Regions from separate parts of the Hordeum vulgare genome. Here region 2 is linked to region 1. A link is a contact called in public Hi-C data. All regions are on one chromosome and are shown on one strand. The core of a region is the stretch at or near the end of the contact, and the rest is flanking DNA. Distances in the headings are between cores, read along the strand shown.

What was found. A called contact is a pair of places that touch in the nucleus more often than the background predicts.
Region 2: a Hi-C map of seedling shows a contact between it and region 1, with 5 times the contacts expected there. The contact joins two enhancer-like sites. A contact is called at or near these places in 2 of 6 Hi-C or Micro-C datasets (leaf and seedling).

What each region holds. Positions count from the first base shown.
Region 1 is chr7H:234,992,850-234,996,827 of MorexV3_pseudomolecules_assembly, forward strand. No RefSeq gene overlaps it. Among protein-coding and RNA genes, the nearest start is that of LOC123408494, 160 kb to the right of the region's middle. Within about 2 kb of position 2,357, at least 2 of the 3 cell types and tissues checked have open chromatin away from gene starts, as enhancers often do. A contact at or near this core is called in seedling, where this site is marked.
Region 2 is chr7H:235,278,540-235,282,517 of MorexV3_pseudomolecules_assembly, forward strand. No RefSeq gene overlaps it. Among protein-coding and RNA genes, the nearest start is that of LOC123408494, 120 kb to the left of the region's middle. Within about 2 kb of position 1,707, at least 2 of the 3 cell types and tissues checked have open chromatin away from gene starts, as enhancers often do. A contact at or near this core is called in seedling, where this site is marked.

The DNA of each region.
Region 1 (3,978 bases), core at 1,107-3,606:
TATTTTAATAAACTACTAACTTTTTTTATGGATAGTGAACATTTTGCTAAAACATGGTGAATATTAATTCAATACATCTTGAATAATATTGCAATACAAGCATTTTTAAACATGGTTTCTCGAGGTCTTTTCTTTTGAGACATTTATAACATTTCCTAATACATGATTGACTATTTTAATAGACATTGCTCATTTTGTTAAACGTGGGAAACATTAATTTATTACACTGTTAACATTTTTGTTACACGACAAACATTTTCTTGATTCATTGGAGACATTTTGTTAAACATGGTGAACAAGTTTTTAATACATGATGAATAATTTCTTCTACACCACGTATATAGTTTAAAAAATGTTGAATGCTGTTTTTAGTGTATAATGATTTTTAGAAAGAAAATACTTGAAGAACTTTTATTTAAATACACAATGAATGATTTAGTATGTTTAAGCACTATATCCCTTTGTTCAAAAATACTTGTTGTAGTTTTATTTCAATTTAAACTAAAACCACATACCGTATTTCGGAACGAAGGAGTAGATAACCAAAACAGAATCACTAAAATGCAACTATACCACGAGCTCTCATAAACAATAACAAGACGTGCGCTGGGAATCCACGACGACCTAAACTGGGCCGGCGCCCCATCAATTAATAAAGTGTGTGCCATCCCTCACACGGACCCATATCAAGGGAGATCCTATTGGACGCATTCTGTGTCAAATAGCTCCAACTTCGCACACAGGTGCGTACTTGCGGGCATTTCTGGGTCGCGTCGCTGTTTTCCGGTCGTTTCCCGCGAGTTGTTCCCGAGAGCTGTTTCCCGCGTCGCTATTTCAACTATTTCATGTGCGTCGTTGTGTTCCTGTTCTCCTGGTCCTGCTGTAATACCATTCCCTGCTGTTCTATTGTTCCCTGATGTTTTACCAGGAATTTCACTGTTTCGTACAAAATTTATACCAGGAGTTTCATAATCTACCTACCCGCAAGCAGTAACACACAAATTTCATTGTTTGTTGGGAAAGTGCTTGTATAGTTTTTTTAAAAAAATATGAAAACGAACAAATGTTGAATTTCCCACCATTTTTAAAACAATAATATTTTTTTAAACGGAAAACAAATTTGAAAGCGCAAACAATTTTTTAAAGCACGAACATTTTTTGAAATCTTGAAAACAAATTTTCAAACCCAGAACAAATTTTAAAAATCGAGAACAAATTCAGAAGCGCAGACAATTTTTTAAAGCACGAACTTTTTTTTAATCTTTAGAACTAAATTCTAAAATGGAGAACAATTTTGAAAACCGGCGAACAAATTTGAAAGACTGAACAAATTTTTAAAGCGGAACATTTTTTGAATCTTGAGAAGAAATTTTGAAACCGAGAACAATTTTGAAAAGTCCTGAACAAATTTGGAAGCACGGACAACTTTTTAAAGCAAAAACATTTTTGAATCTTGAGAACAAAATTTTGAAATGGAGATTTTTTTAAAAAAACCCCGAACAAAATTGAAAGCGTGAACAAATTTTAAAAACGCTAATAGAATATTGAGAACAAATTTTAAAACTGAGAACAATTTTGAAAAATTATGAACAAATTAGGAAGCGCAAACAATTTTTTAAAGTACAAACATTTTTTGAATCTTAAGAGCAAAATTTTGAAACGGAGAACAATTATGAAAAACCCCGAACAAATTTGGAAGCGTGAAATTTTTTTTAAAAGAGAACATTTTTTGGTCTTGAGAACTAAATTTTGAAACGGATAACAATTTTGAAAAACACTGAACAAATTTTATAGAGCGAACACATTTTTAAAGCACAAATATTTTTTGAATCTTGAGAACAAATTTTGAAACCGATAACAATTTTGAAAGTCCTGAACAAGTTTGGAAGCGCGAGAAATTTTTTAAAGCACGAAGATTTTTTCAATCTAGCGAACATAATTTTGAAACAAAGAACAATTTCGAAAAACCCCGAACAAATTTGGAACCACGAACAATTCTTTAAAGTACGAACATTTTCTGAACCTTCAAAAGAAATTTTGAAAACGAAAACAAATTTGAATGTTTAGAATAAACTTCGAAACTGATAACAATTTTTTGAAAATATAGAGTATTTTATTAAAATTGAGAACAATTTTTAAAAATCCAAAACATTTTTTGAAAACTATAACATTTTTTGAACCAGAAACAGAAAAGAAAAAAAGAAACAGAAAAGCAAAAAGAAAAAAAATAACGGTTCAAGAAACGTTCTAAAAGTTTCACAACAAGAAAAAAAACGGCTAGGAACGAAGGTTCCCAAAACCGGGTCATTGAAACCCGCTAAATGGGCCAGCTCATTTAAAATCGCACTCCTTCACAATCTATATGAAGCCCCGACACCACTTCGCACAGAGCGGCGAATAAGATATTCCCCGTATCAAGGCTACATGTCGTCCGTATTCATTCATTATACGGTTAGACTACGGCGGCAATAGCATTCCGGTCCATTTCTGCGCACCTAGGTTCTCTTGGCTCGTAGCAGTCTCTGTAGTGGACCCCTATAACTCGCCTTCAACAAGAGGGTAGGAACACTTGTTAAAGGGGACACCGAGATGGGCAAGACCAGGAGCGCAGGAGGGCGCAACCTTCTTTTCCTGTTTCTTTTATCGCTTCTGTCTATACTTATATTCTAAATATATATTACAAATAACTTTTTTAAAACCCTTTGAAGCATGTTGAGCAAACATTTTATAAATATTAAATACATAAAGACAAAATGTGTATCACATATACATAAAAGTATAAACAACGTTAATAAAAACAAATTCATGTATTTCAAAAGTGTTAATCAAGTATTTGATTTTTTCACCATGCATTAAAAATGATGATTTTTTATAATGTATATAAATTTTTTAAACATTTGAAAAAATATTGAACAAGTATTTGAAAAATGTTGATCAAACATTCGAAATGCGTGTAGATTTTTTTGGTTATACATTCAAAAACGATGAAAATTCTTGGTCATGTATACAAAAATATAAATCAAGCATTTGGAAAATTGTTGGACTAATGTTTGAATTTTGTTAATCAAGCATTTGAAAAATATTAATCAAGAACTTAAAAAATGTCAATGTGTATTTAAAACTATACAATATATTAAAACAAGATAATTGTTTTATGATGCATATAAAAATGTTGATCAAGCATTTAAAAAATGGGTAAGAAGTGTTTGAGTAATTTTAATAAAGCATTTGAAAAATATTAAATGTGTATAAGAATGTTGACATGCACTAAAATATATTAATCTTTTTATTTGAAAACTATTAATGAAGTATATGAAAGAAATTTAAAGTGTGCATAGGAAAAATGTTGCTCAATTATTCGAAGAATTTTAATCTTCAAAGATACGAAAATCCCAAGAAAACAAAAACAAATAAAATAAAGTGAAAAGAGGAAAAGAAATAAAGAAAACTAAAGAAAAACAATGAAAAAAGGAAGAACGGAGAAAACAATTAAAAATAGAGGAACAAACTTGAAAAAACATAAAAGAGGGAAATATGTGGCACAAAGAAAAAAAACGGTCAATTGACCAAAAGCACGTGGCACACCTACTATTTATCATGAAGAGGACGTGGATTCATTGGCTAGTAGCTCTTGTTATCTCCTAGGTTCCCCTAAAAAAATCTTCGAGGAGACAACCTTGCATACGCGTGCGCTACGGATCAATCAATTAAAAACTTGCAAAAATAAGTCGGCTTATCCATCGTATGATCCACCAAATCGGAGCGCTTAGATTTCACGGTCGTGGCACACCTCTTCCACACGTCACGTGTGTATCGGGCCGTCACGGACTAATTGTACCATTTGATGTATTCAACAGCTCCACTAGTCCAAGCTATAGCTGATTTTTCATTGGAAACTCTAGTTGTTTACGTAGTTGTGTAACACATTTTTGCCTTGCTCAAGTGTTGGATGTGTCCGTCTCATATTCTTGACGATCT
Region 2 (3,978 bases), core at 457-2,956, 290 kb after region 1:
AGGCACTAAGATGAAAGTCTGAAGAACGCCACTCATGTAAGCACAAATTTCTTTTTCCTTTCCAAGAAGCACAGTTGTGCTTCTCCAAAATAAATTATGCCTCTATGAAAAACAAATATGTGTTTCTGGTGGAAGCATTGATCTTTTTTCTTCTTCCGAGAAACATAGCTCTCCTTCTCGTGGAAAGCAAATATGTGCTTCTCGTGGTGCAAATGTTTTTTCTCTTTCCGAGAAGTACATCACAAAAGAAAATCTATGTCTTCATGATAAGCAAATATGTGCTTCTCTTGGAAGAACCTTTTTTCCACACAACAAAAAGTTTGGTGAAAAGGGAATTCTCCAAACTTAGGGAAACCCGCAAAAAAATGAAAAGCCAAAAAACTTCAAAAGAATACGCTGAAAACCCCAAAACGCCTAAAAGATGAAATGAATAAAATCTAATGGGGCTCAGCATGCAACACATGGCGGCGTATAGAAGTACCACTTGGCATGGCTCGAGAGCACCAAAAGTGACTCCTAGAGGACTCCACCAAAGGGTAACCTCCAATTAGCGGCAATGGTCTCTCTAGTGCGCTTTTTCTTTTCTTTTTGTTACATTTACGTCTATTTTCCAAATGCATGATCATCTTACTTAGATTTAGAAATAGTTATTCGTGTGTTAAATTATGAAAATTATGGAGTCTTAAAAAACGCTCATGCAACTTCAGAACTATTGATTGCACTAAACAAACATGTGACATCTAAAAAATCTTCACGTATACAAAAAAAATTGAGGCCTTTTTCTAAAATATTTAAAGTCGCAAAGAAAAACTTTGCAATACAATAAAAATGTTTGGTAGCGTTAAAATAATCATGAAATTTGAAAAACGTTCACTCGTCTTAATACTCATGATGGCAACATTTAACAAAAATGTTTACAATAAAAAAGTTGATAGTGTTAAAAAAATGTACATCACATCTAAAAAATTCAAGCATTACAAAAACATACTTGTGATATTGTAAATAAATTTGTATTGAATGTAAAAATGTTTGCATAATTCTTAAACATGTTTCATAGAATTCAAAAAATAAATATGTGGCATTTGAAAAAAAATGTGCATTCTTTATGAAAATATTTCTCTAGTTCATATAGAAACATTTTGCAATGTAGAAAAATGTTTGCTTAATTTCAAAAAATCTATCAGTCCCTTAACAAACATCTATATGTTTAATAAATGGTTTAACACATATTTAAAGAAAACATTTATGAAACATGTATTCGAGAAATGTATATCATGTATTAGAATGCTATGCGTGTATAATAAAAATGTACAATATGTATTGACAAAGTAAAAATGTGTTGAAAGGAAGAAATATAAAAACGAAAAAGAAAAAACCAAAGAAAACAAATAAAACAATCGGAAGAGAAAAAGAAACTAGAAAACCGACGGAAAAAACAAAATGTCAAAAGTGAAAAATAAAACAAGAATATATAAGCAAACATCTAGGAACACTGAAAATCAAAAATCCATATGAAAACCCGATAAAAACTAAGAGAAGAAACACACAGAAAAAAAATTGTCTTGTAAAGCATTCCAATTGTCCTACAGTAACCCGGAATGCTCGACAAATGGACGCGTCACATTAAGCTTCGATGGTGAGCAATGTCCCTCGCATCGGTCGTGTTGCTTTTCGCAGATTGGAACACGATGTTTCCTATAGGACGCCTTAAATGCCTGATATAGGCAAACTCACCAATCCACGCACACCCCTCTCCGCCATGGGCCGCCCCATTTAGAACTTCGTATTCTCTTTTGTAAAATGGCAAAGCAATAGTGTGCAATACAATAAAAATGTTAGTAGCATTAAAAAATCATAAATTTAATATATGTTCTTGTGTTTTAAAAGCCATGATGGTAATACTTAATAAAAATGTTTATAAATTATATTAAAAAAATTATAGCGTCAAAAATGTACATAACACTTTAAAATTTTAGGCATTACCAAAAAAAGATTTATGATATTTTGAATAAATTTGTATACAATATAAAAACTTTCGTACTTCATGAAAATATATTTTTTAGTTCATTAAGAAACATTTTGGTACAATTTTTTTTGCTTAGTTCTAAAAATGTATCAGGCCAATAAACAAACATCCATGTGCTTTGAAAAAGGTTGAACACGTATTCAAAGAAAGTGCTTAAGAAATATGTATTGATAAATGTACATCACGTATAAAAAACCGCTATGTGTATTTAATAAAAATGTACAATTGTATTGAAAAAGTAGAAATGTGTTGAAAGGAAGAAATGTAGAAAAAGAAACAAAACAAATAAAACTATGTGAAGCGGAAGAGAAACCAGAAAACCAAAGGAAAAAACCAATGAACAAAATGTCAGAAAACAAAACAAATATAAGCAAAGCAGTAGAAACACAGAAAACCAAAAACCCATATGAAAACCCGATAAATGCTAAGAGAAGAAACACAACAAAAAAAACGATGTCGTGTAAAGTACTGTTGTTGTCTGACAATAAGCCATAAGTGCATCTCCAATGGTTGTAAGATAGTTGTTGGTAATTTTGACACATAGGATTTTTGATGATGTGTCATTGCAATAAATGAGGAAAGAGAACAAGGTTGTATGTAAATTAACCAACACCCTTGCACAAGCTCCAATATAGAATGAGAGAGCACCTTATTTATTACCTCACATCTTATTGGACAAACTAGATACAACCCATTGAAGTAGTTGTATGTTAAGGTGTTGGCTGATGACATGACATATTTTACCAACAAGCTAACCAACAAACTGTTGGAGATGCCCTAATGGGCGGCCAGTAACGCTCGACATGAAAAAAGCATCAGGCGAGACGGATGGATATGTCGCATTAAGCTATATATAGCTCCGACAGTGAGCAACATGCCTCACATCGCTCGGCCTGCTTATCGCAGACTGGCGCACGACGTTTCCTATACGGCGCCTTAAAAGCCTATTATAGGAAAACTCGCCAACCCGCGCCTACCCCCTTCTGCCATGGTCCGGACCATTAACAAAAAACTCCGTGACTCGTACTAGGACCCCTATGGTCCGAGCAAAAAGGGCAATTATGGAATTCTCTATTTGCCACTTGTTGTGAAGCCTTGTCGGTGCTTTGTACATGCATTCCGAGCGCTCCGTCGGGAGTGAGCCTGCCCGTTTCACATTCCAGCCCCTTGGTTTTCAAAACCTTCTAGAGGTCGAGCCGATTTTTTATGGTTTTAGGAAACTTCTAAAAGGTTTCGTAAATTGGTTTGTTTTTATTTTTTATTTATTATTTTTTGTTTCTTTTTTTTCTATTTCTATTTCAGAAAATGTTCTGGATTTTCAAAAAATATTCTAGATTTTCAAAAATATGTTAGTCAAATTCAGAAAATATTCACGACTTATAGTTTTGTCCTTGAATTTGAAATTTTTCCTGCTTCAAAATTTGTTCACAATTCAAAAAAAAGTTAGTTTCAAAATTTGTTCGCAGATTTGAAAAAGTTCATAATTTTATAATTTTATTTAAAATTCGAAAAATGTTCTGTGTTTCAAAATTTCTTCACAAATTCAAAAAATATTCACAATTTTCTAGTTTTATCTACGAATTTGAAATTTATTCATGTTTCTACATTTGTTCACAATTCGAGAAATGTTTACAGTTTAAAAATTTGTTCACAATTCAAAAAATATTCACAGTTTTAAAATTTGTTCTCAGATTCAAAAAATGTTAAACTTTTTATAATTTGGTGTAAGATTTTCAAATTTATTCGTGTTTACAAAATTTGTTAACAATTCGAAAACTGTTTACGGTATCAAAATTTGTTCACAATTTTATGATTTTGTTCACGAATTTTAAATTTGTTCATATTTCAGAAAATCTTCGCTGTTTAAGAAAAAATGTTCACAATTTTATAATTCTGTTCATGATTTTTCAGTTTGTTCATTTTTTAAAATTTGTTCAAAATGCAAAACTTGT